2 separate regions of the Sus scrofa genome follow, and region 1 is linked to region 2. A link is a contact called in public HiChIP or PLAC-seq data. All regions are on one chromosome and are shown on one strand. Each heading gives the region's core, a stretch centred on a gene start, on an enhancer-like site or on the middle of the called end of the contact. The rest is flanking DNA. Distances are from core to core; before and after follow the strand shown.

Region 1 (4,596 bases), core at 616-3,115, 98 kb after region 2:
ATAGCAACAACAACAACAACGAAAGACAAAAAAAGACAAAAAAAAAAAAAAAAATAAGATTGGAGAGAGAAGGGGGGCAGGGAACAATGCATTTGACTTAGATGTATACTTTTTCTTTTTGAATAGCTAGCATTTTATTTTATTTTTATTTTTTAAAGTTTTATTATAGTTGATTTATGATGTTATGATATTGCGATAATTTCTGCTCTACAAAAAAGTGATTCGGTTATACATATACACATATCCATTCTTTTTCAGATTCTTTTCACATATAAATTACTCCAGAATATCAGGTAGAGTTCCCTAGGCTATACGGCAGGTCTCCACTGACCATCCATTCCACACCATGTGTATACCAATCCCAAACTCCCAATCCATACCCCTCACCACCTTTCCCCTTTGGTAACCAAAAGTTTGTTTTCAAAGGCTGTGATATAAGCTTTTTGTATTCCTGATAGAATTGGCTTGCTTCTGGGAAGAGAACATTTAATCCCAGTCTCGAAACCCAATATCCACCTCCCCAAACACCATCTTTCTCCCTTTTGTATTTTTCTTTTCTTTCTTTCCTCTGATGGGAGTCTGGAGCTATATTTATTTTTCTGTTTATTAAATTGCAAGGACCATTTGCCAGAATGAGGTACAGTTCCATTATTCCTGTGCACAGGTTGCCTTGGCAACAAGGCAAAGCTTACCCATTTCAGCAAAACTTATCAATAAAGCGGTCTCATAAGAGATTAATATTCACATCACGTCTGTTATACTTTTCCTCTGTTCCTTAACCATGGCTATTCTCAGATTAATTAGGCAAATGAAAATTGACTGAATGGCTCCACAGAAGTAGGCACTAAGAAAGGGTGATAATAGAATAATCTCCAGCTGTCCCAGTGGACAACCCCAGGTTACCATATTGGTTTGGTTTCCTAATTCCACCACAGCAAATTCTTATCCTCTCTAGGCACAGGCATGCAGGTTCCATGCTGAACATCTGTCATTTATTTAGACTGGCCAGTATCCATTACCTAGAAACCTCAGGCAATAATAAGGCAGTATTTGGAAGGAGGAAGCATGTATCCAGTCTTGCCAACTGCTGTTTATGAATGAACAGGTATGTGAGTCCTTGAAAGGTCAAGGTCAAAATAAAGAAAAAGAAATACATCTCAAACCTTTCAGGTTAAAACTTAAGGCACCTCATACCACTGAAATAAATTATTTAATTTCTGGTAAAAAGCAGGCATATAGGAGTTCCCGTTGTGGTGCAGCAGAAATGAATCAGACTAGGAACCATGAGATTGTGGGTTGGATCCCTGGCCTCGCTCAGTGAGTTAAGGATCTGGCATTGTTGTGAGCTGTGGTGTAGGTTGCAGACGAGGCTTGGATCCTGCGGTGCTGTGGTTGTGGTGTAGGCTGGCAGCTGTAGCTCCGATTTGACCCCTAGCCTGGAAAACGCCATATGCCTCAGCGGCGGCCCTAAAAAGAAAAAAACAAAACCAAAAAATCAGACATATAAACTAAGACTTTTTTTGTTACAATGAGTTGTACTTCTTGTGTAAAATATTTATGAAAAATTTTAGGAAGAATTTTGTATGAATTCAGGGAAACAGTACAACAGTATGTGTATATATCTCTTTCCAAACACACATACCCCCCCCATATTTATTTATCTATGTAGCATCTATTTATCTATTAACTGATTGACTGGAATCAGCTCATGCAATTCCTGGGGCTGGCAAATCCAAAACTGAAAGGACAGACCAGTAGGCTGGAAATCTGGGTAGCTGATATTTCGCTGTTCAGGCTACACTCCACAGGGCAGCAGTCCAAAAGCAGGCAGAGCTTCTCTGTTAGAGTCTTGTGGAGAACTTCCTCTTCTATGGGAAAGCTTCGGCTGATTGCATGTGGCCCAATCACATTAGGGAGAGTAATCTACTTTATTCACAGTCTATTGATGTAAATGTTCATCACATCCTCAAATACTTCACAAGAACGTTTCCACTGGTGTTTGACCGAACACTTCAGCACTGTAGCCTAGCCAAGTTGACACATAAGATTAATCATCATAAAGCTCAAGATAGAGATTTGATATTGATAGTTCTAGTTTCCAAAGGGTAATTTCTTTCATTCTTTTCTTTTCTTTTTTTTAAATGCGAGGGAATGAAAAAAAGAAGTGAAACTAGGATATAAAAGAAACATGGCAGCTAGAATAAAAGCTAGCTGCTAATTATTCTAGCAACTTCCTTATCCTTTAATTTTTTTCTCATTTCCTTAATTATAGCACTTTTGTATGGTAAAACTGTTAAGGAGGCATAATCTATAAATTGATGAATCAGAATTTATTTCATAATTATTTTTATACAACACCATCAAGTTAAAAAAAAACCATATACTTTGACAACAGAGAAGTATTACATAGCCTGGCTAAAATTAAAACCTGTATAATGTGAGACTTTTTTCAGCTCAGACAGTTAAATGCCTTCCTTTAACGTGGTATGGTTTGCTTAAATCAAATGGTGATTGGTTTTGATAATAAAAGCATACAAAGGACTAAAGTCAATGTGTTAATTAGTGTTGGGTTTTGGCCTTATAAGATGTCTCTCCACAGCTTATGTGATTATAGCTTATGTGGTTTATGCACCTTTCTGTGATAATATTTCTATCATTTGCTGATCTTCTCTTGCCAAGCAGGAGCCCACGCCTTTCATGCTTTGGTTATGTTCTCCCCAATCTGATAAGTCTTTGCTGATACTGGAACTATAAAGGTATTATGGACCCACAAGGATGACCATGCTGTGAGAGCTAGTTTTATGTGTCAACTTGCCTAGGCTATAGCACTCAAATACATAACCCAACAGTAATCTAGGGATTGCTGTGAAAGCATTTTGTAGATGTGGTTAATATCTACAATCAATGACTTTGTTTGCTTATTTGATAAAAACACAATGTTTTAGCCAATTTATGATGTCACTTATATGTGGAATCTGAAAAAAAGATACAAATGAACTTTTTTGCAGAACAGAAACAGACTTGTAGACTGAAAATAAAACTCTGGTTACCAAAGGGCACAAGTAGGGGGTAGGAGAGAAGGGCTGGGGGTTTGACTGAGGTATATGGAATGACTAGCCAATAGGGACCTGTAGCACAGGGAACTCTACCAGATAGACTGTCATAATCTATATGGGAAAAGCATCTGAAAGAGAATGGATATATGTATATGTATAACTGAGTCCCATTGCTGTGCAGTGGAAATTATCACAACATTGTAAATCAACTGTATTTCAATAAGAATGTTAAACATTTTAAAAAGTTTAAAATTGAGGGAAAAAAATAAATTAAAATTTTATTTTAAATAAAAATAAAAGAAAAAATAAACTAAAATTTAAAAAAATTTAACGAAAAGAGGATTAAGAGGGATAAACTACTATGTATAAAATAAGTAAGTTATAAGAAATATATTGCATAGCATGGGGAATATAGCCTATATTTTATAATAACTATAAATGGAGTATAATCTTTAGATATTGTGAATCACTATATTGTATCCCTGAAACATATAATATTGTAAATCAACTATACCACAATTTTAAAAAATGTGCAAGAGTTCCCTGGTGGCCTAGTGGGTTAAGGATCTGGCATTGTCATTGCTGTGGCTTGGGTCATTGCTATGGCACAGGTTTGATCCCCGGCCTGGGAGATTCTATGTGCCATAGATGCAACTAAAAAAAAAAAAAAAAAAGGAAAAAAAAAAAGGGACTATTAATTGGCTTTAAATAAAGATATTTACCCTTGGTAATATCAATAGGTCTTGTCCAATTAGTTGAAGCCCTTAATAGCAAAAGCTGAGGTTTCTTGGATGAAGAAGAAATTATGCTTCAAAACTGCAGCATAGAAATCTTTTTTTTTTTTTTTTTTTTTTGTCATTTTCTTAGGCCGCTCCTGCGGCATATGGAGGTTCCCAGACTAGGGGTCCAATCGGAGCTGTAGCCACCGGCCTACACCAGAGCCACAGCAACGCAGGATCTGAGCCGCATCTGCGACCTACACCACAGCTCACAGCAACACCGGATCTTTAACCCACGCAAGGCCAGGGATCGAACCCCCAACCTCATGGTTCCTAGTCGGATTCATTAACCACTGAGCCACGACGGGAACTCCAAGCATAGAAATCTTACCTGAGTTTCCAGACTGCCACCAGCCCTACACGTTTTAGATAATCTCCACAACAATGTAAACCAATTATTTGAAATAAATCTCCAAAAAATGTATAGGTATGTATATGTATATTTACACACACACACATATTTATACATACATATATGTGTATACACACACACACACACACACACACACACATATATATTTCCTACTGGTTCCGTTCCTCTGGAGAACTCTGAATTATACTCACACTAATATTGCTTTTGTTTGACTCGTCCTTTTGCTTTATTGAACTTGGAATGTATCTGTTAAAAGTCAGTGTCTAAATGACATGGCTTAGTGAAAGGGGCTTAAGAAGTCATTTCGGCCATGATGCTGTGGGCTGATTTGTATAAACAGCTATTTTACTAACAATGGCTAATGACTTTTGCAAGTTGAATTAAACTA
Region 2 (4,002 bases), core at 597-3,096:
CTCCTTCATGAACCTCGCTCTCACTGCTGTTGAGTACTGTTTATTATCTCTTTGGTCTTCGGCTCTCATCATGACTTGTGGGAAATTAAATATTCCTCCTCTTACAGAAGGTCTTTGAAATTAGAGTGTCTGGGGGAGCTCAGAAGACCTGGCAGGGTTTGGGGAATCCTCTGAATGTTATAATCACCCGTGACTATCAAGTTTCACTATTTCAAATAAAAAAGGTGGTTTGGATTTTAGCATAGTCAGCTTTCAAAGATAGTTAGAAATGGCATAAATCTGTCTGAATAAGTAAAGCAAGGTGACAGAAATTGATAGAAATGTTCCAATTTGCAGAGCTCAGCGGTTGATGAACCCGACTAGCATCCACAAGGATGCAGGTTCGATCTCTGGCCTCGCTCAGTGGGTTTAAGGATCCAGCGTTGCCAGGAGCTGTGGTGTAGGTCACAGACTCGGCTCGGATCTGGCATGGCTGTGGTGTAGGTTGGCAGCTGTAGCCGATTCAACCCCTAGCCTGGGAATCTCCATATGATGCAGATGCAGCCCTAAAAAGCCAAAAAAAAAAAAGTTTGATTTGCAGTGAATCTTCAGTATGTAATGAAGAATTCAATACATTTTGAATAACTGTATTCATTTCTCAGATAAGAATTCAGTAAGAATTGTAAAAAGCCTGTGTTTGCGTCATTACAAAGGGTGAATCATGTGATCTGAATCATGTGATCTAGAATAAGAAAGCTTTACTGCCTTGGTCATGAGCCTGAAGACATTTTAGGTTTAAATTAGTAAGAAGTTTGATATTCAAACAGAGGAAATAAGTCTTAAAGCACCATTTATCTTGAATGCTCTTGTTTCAGTAGATGGTAGCTTGGACAGCCTATTTCAAGTGACACCAAAGGAAATAAAAATGTTCTGACGTTGATCTCTGTCTTAATAGATGCTCCCTCTCTTATGGATGGTCCTAGGTTATTTTCATTCACCTGTTCTTTTTAGCCTTCCGGCTAACTGAAGGTGTAGCTTAAATTTTTTTCTTCATGTTACATGATCATTTATTCTAACAGGCAACATTTATTTATGTACGTATTTAGGATCATTTTTGCAAACCAGTAATTAGTTTGAGACATTAATACTTACTGCAATAGTATTTTAGACACATGGAATTTTAGGGATGAAATAGCTCAATGCCTTTGTCATAGAGAAAAACCTTGTAGGTCCAGAGCTGTGTGGGGTGGGCGGACATTCACTTGAGCTAGAAGATGCCATCCTCACAAAAATTCTTCTTCCCTTTGGTTCAACTTCATCTATTTTTGGTCTCATGGTAATGACATAGTACAATAATTTACCCACTTAATACTATAATACGTTCACTAGGCTTTTCGCATTAACAGACTCATGAGTCATAGCATAGTACTACCTTCCAAGCTTTTATTCAATCCTCTCCTTCTATCTAAGAGTCATATGGAGTCTGTGGTACCTGTGACAGTCTAAGACTGTTGTGTGTTTTGAAATCTCTTGCCCCACGCGGATGCCTGGTGTCAGTCAGGAAATGTTGTAATCTGTTACCCATCACCCAGCTGGTGTGACAGGGTAGGAAGTTGTGGGAGTGCAAGGTTGGTGATGGGATCGAGTTAAGTAGAACCCTCGGGATCTTTACCAAGACTTTGTTTTTCTTGCTTATTTAAGTTGGATAAACTTTGTCATGTTCTATACATCTTTTCTATCACCTCTACCTTCTGTTTTCAGTGGATGCTGTGTTTGCCTTTGACTTTCTTATTAAGACTGTATCTATCACAACTCTAGGATTGCTTAAGACTCAATGCTGTCATCGGCATGTTCCATTTAGCAATGTCCTACAGATCAGAGTACATTGACAGTGAACTCCAGACACCCACACATAGGAGCCGGAGGTTGAGTGCATGGGATATAGGGCCTTTGATCAACCAGCCGGAAGGAATCTGTGTCTGACTAGTAGACCAAGGGGACCAAGTCACCTCTTGAGGTGTCTCTCCTTGACATCTGAGGTGTCCCTTTCCCTCGTTTGTTTGGTATCAGTATGCTTTCCCACCTTTGCCTTTCGGCACCCCATTTTTAGCAGCTCCCACCTTGGGCCACATCTCAGACAGTGCTCAGAAAATTTGAAGGAGGCCCCTCGTTAGCAAAGATTTGGGCCCCCACCTATGCAATTTCTTCTCTAATTTTTGCCAAATAAGTTGACTTTCTCTTGTAGTATATTTGTTAAAATAGGTAAGCCGAACCATCAGAATTCATCCCACAAGCTAGCATTTGCTGTTACCTTTGACCTGTTTAAGAGGCATAATCTTCTCTAACCTAGACTTGAAAGAGCTATGGGCTCTCAGAGTCCACCTGGGTTCCCATTGGCAGCCCTTGCAGGTAGCACAGTGTCTGGACATTAGTGGCATTTCTGAAATAAATGTGTAAGAGGGTTTGAATGCTCAGGAAAATCTAATTATATACGTATGTTATAGCATATTTGTGTAAAGATGGAAACTTAGAGATCTGAGGGATGTAGTTCTAGTCGTTAACATTACAAATTCAAATAACCAAGCCCTGGAGAGTTAAAAGCGGCTTGTTGAACACAAGCAGCTGGTAGTGGCCTTGGTGAAGCTCAAGCCCAAGTGTAACAGATGCTTATAAAGATTCAGGTTTATAAAACCTATGCAAGGAGTGGTGTTAGTTCCTTTTCGAAGGCAGTTATTCAGGTGAATTATTGTGTGGCTTGAACAAGCCGAGCGGTACTCCATTGAGCCATTAAACGGGTGCCCTGTTTTAAGTTCCACATGTCGGGATGGTATTTAGCACTTGGTCAGCCAGCTGAGTACTAGCCTGATGTTGGTGTGATTCAATGCAGTGCCACATTCCCGAGTAGCTGCCTAAGTCCAGGAAAAATGCTCATGGATTCAGGCAATGGGGTTTCTTAACTTGCTTTTCTAAGGCTATGGGAAAAACTAGGAAGTGGCTGGTGGCTGGCTTCTTGTCCGAATTTTTAATTTAATTTTATTTATTTATTTATTTATTTGTATATTTTGCCAAGTTTGAGGAAGGATATCTGGTAATTCTTTCCTTTACTTTGTGTTTGTGAATTTGAGTTTGGCACTTGCCATCTGCCTCTACATGGATTAAATCACGAGCCATTGCACCTGCTGACCCACAGCAGCCCCCAAGCAGTGGAGCTCAGGGTGGAGACCAGGAGTGAGGCACTCTGTGCTCTGGGAAAACTGGAAGAGTGGGGCTTCAGATAACTAGATATTTTTAGGAAAAGATTTTATGAGCCCAAGCTTGCATCTCGTATCTAGAAAAACACTAAAAACCTTCGCGGTGGTGTCTCTCTGCTCCTCATGACTGAGTAGTAGTCACCGTCACAAGACCAGCAGCAAACTTCTGTAAAATGGGTGCATGGCTGCCTGCCCCTCCCCCTTCACCTTTACAACTTAATATCTTGATATTTCCCTTTTCCCCTTGGGGTAGTATTTCAGAGGTATCTATCTGAAACACTGCCTCCTGGGCTGTAGTTGAGTGGAAAAAACAAAAGGTCATCTGTGAGAACAGCCACCCCCAAGGGTGGGCCAGTGAGCCCCGAGGAAACTCAGGAAAGAAACAAACAACACAGGGCCCACAACTGAGGTGCATATCAAAGCAGTGATTCCAGTAAGCCCAGACCTTTACATCTTCCCATAGGAGCTGGTTTTCTGTAAATCTGATTATCTGTAAACCTTTTGTTCCTACTACCTTCCCTTTGTTGCAAAAACGCACATCCTAGCTCCCCCTCACTTTCCTCGGAGGAGTTTCTCAGGGCTACCTGAGATGCTGTCTCCCAGGCTTAAGTCCTCATTTTGCTTAACTCTCGACTTTTTTAAGTTGACATGTTTGCTAGTTTATTTATTTTTGTCTTTTTAGGGCTGCCCCCCTGGCATATGGAGGTTCCTAGGCTAGGGGTTGAATTGGTGCTATAACCGCCGGCCAGCCTACGCCACAGCCACAGCAATG

What was found. HiChIP or PLAC-seq counts read pairs in DNA pulled down with a chosen protein or histone mark.
Region 1: a contact with region 2 is called in an H3K27ac HiChIP or PLAC-seq map of alveolar macrophages. The contact joins two enhancer-like sites. A contact is called at or near these places in 1 of 47 Hi-C or Micro-C datasets (epiblast stem cells) and 1 of 2 datasets of contacts at active chromatin or transcription factors (alveolar macrophages).

What each region holds. Positions count from the first base shown.
Region 1 is chr16:6,515,541-6,520,136 of Sscrofa11.1, forward strand. All of the region lies in intron 1 of LOC106506454 (a long non-coding RNA gene), which reads left to right. Among named protein-coding and RNA genes, the nearest start is that of BASP1, 130 kb to the left of the region's middle. Within about 2 kb of position 1,866, at least 5 of the 83 cell types and tissues checked have an H3K27ac peak or open chromatin away from gene starts, as enhancers often do. A contact at or near this core is called in alveolar macrophages, where this site is marked.
Region 2 is chr16:6,417,140-6,421,141 of Sscrofa11.1, forward strand. All of the region lies in intron 1 of BASP1 (brain acid soluble protein 1), which reads left to right. Among named protein-coding and RNA genes, the nearest start is that of BASP1, 35 kb to the left of the region's middle. Within about 2 kb of position 1,847, at least 16 of the 83 cell types and tissues checked have an H3K27ac peak or open chromatin away from gene starts, as enhancers often do. A contact at or near this core is called in alveolar macrophages, where this site is marked.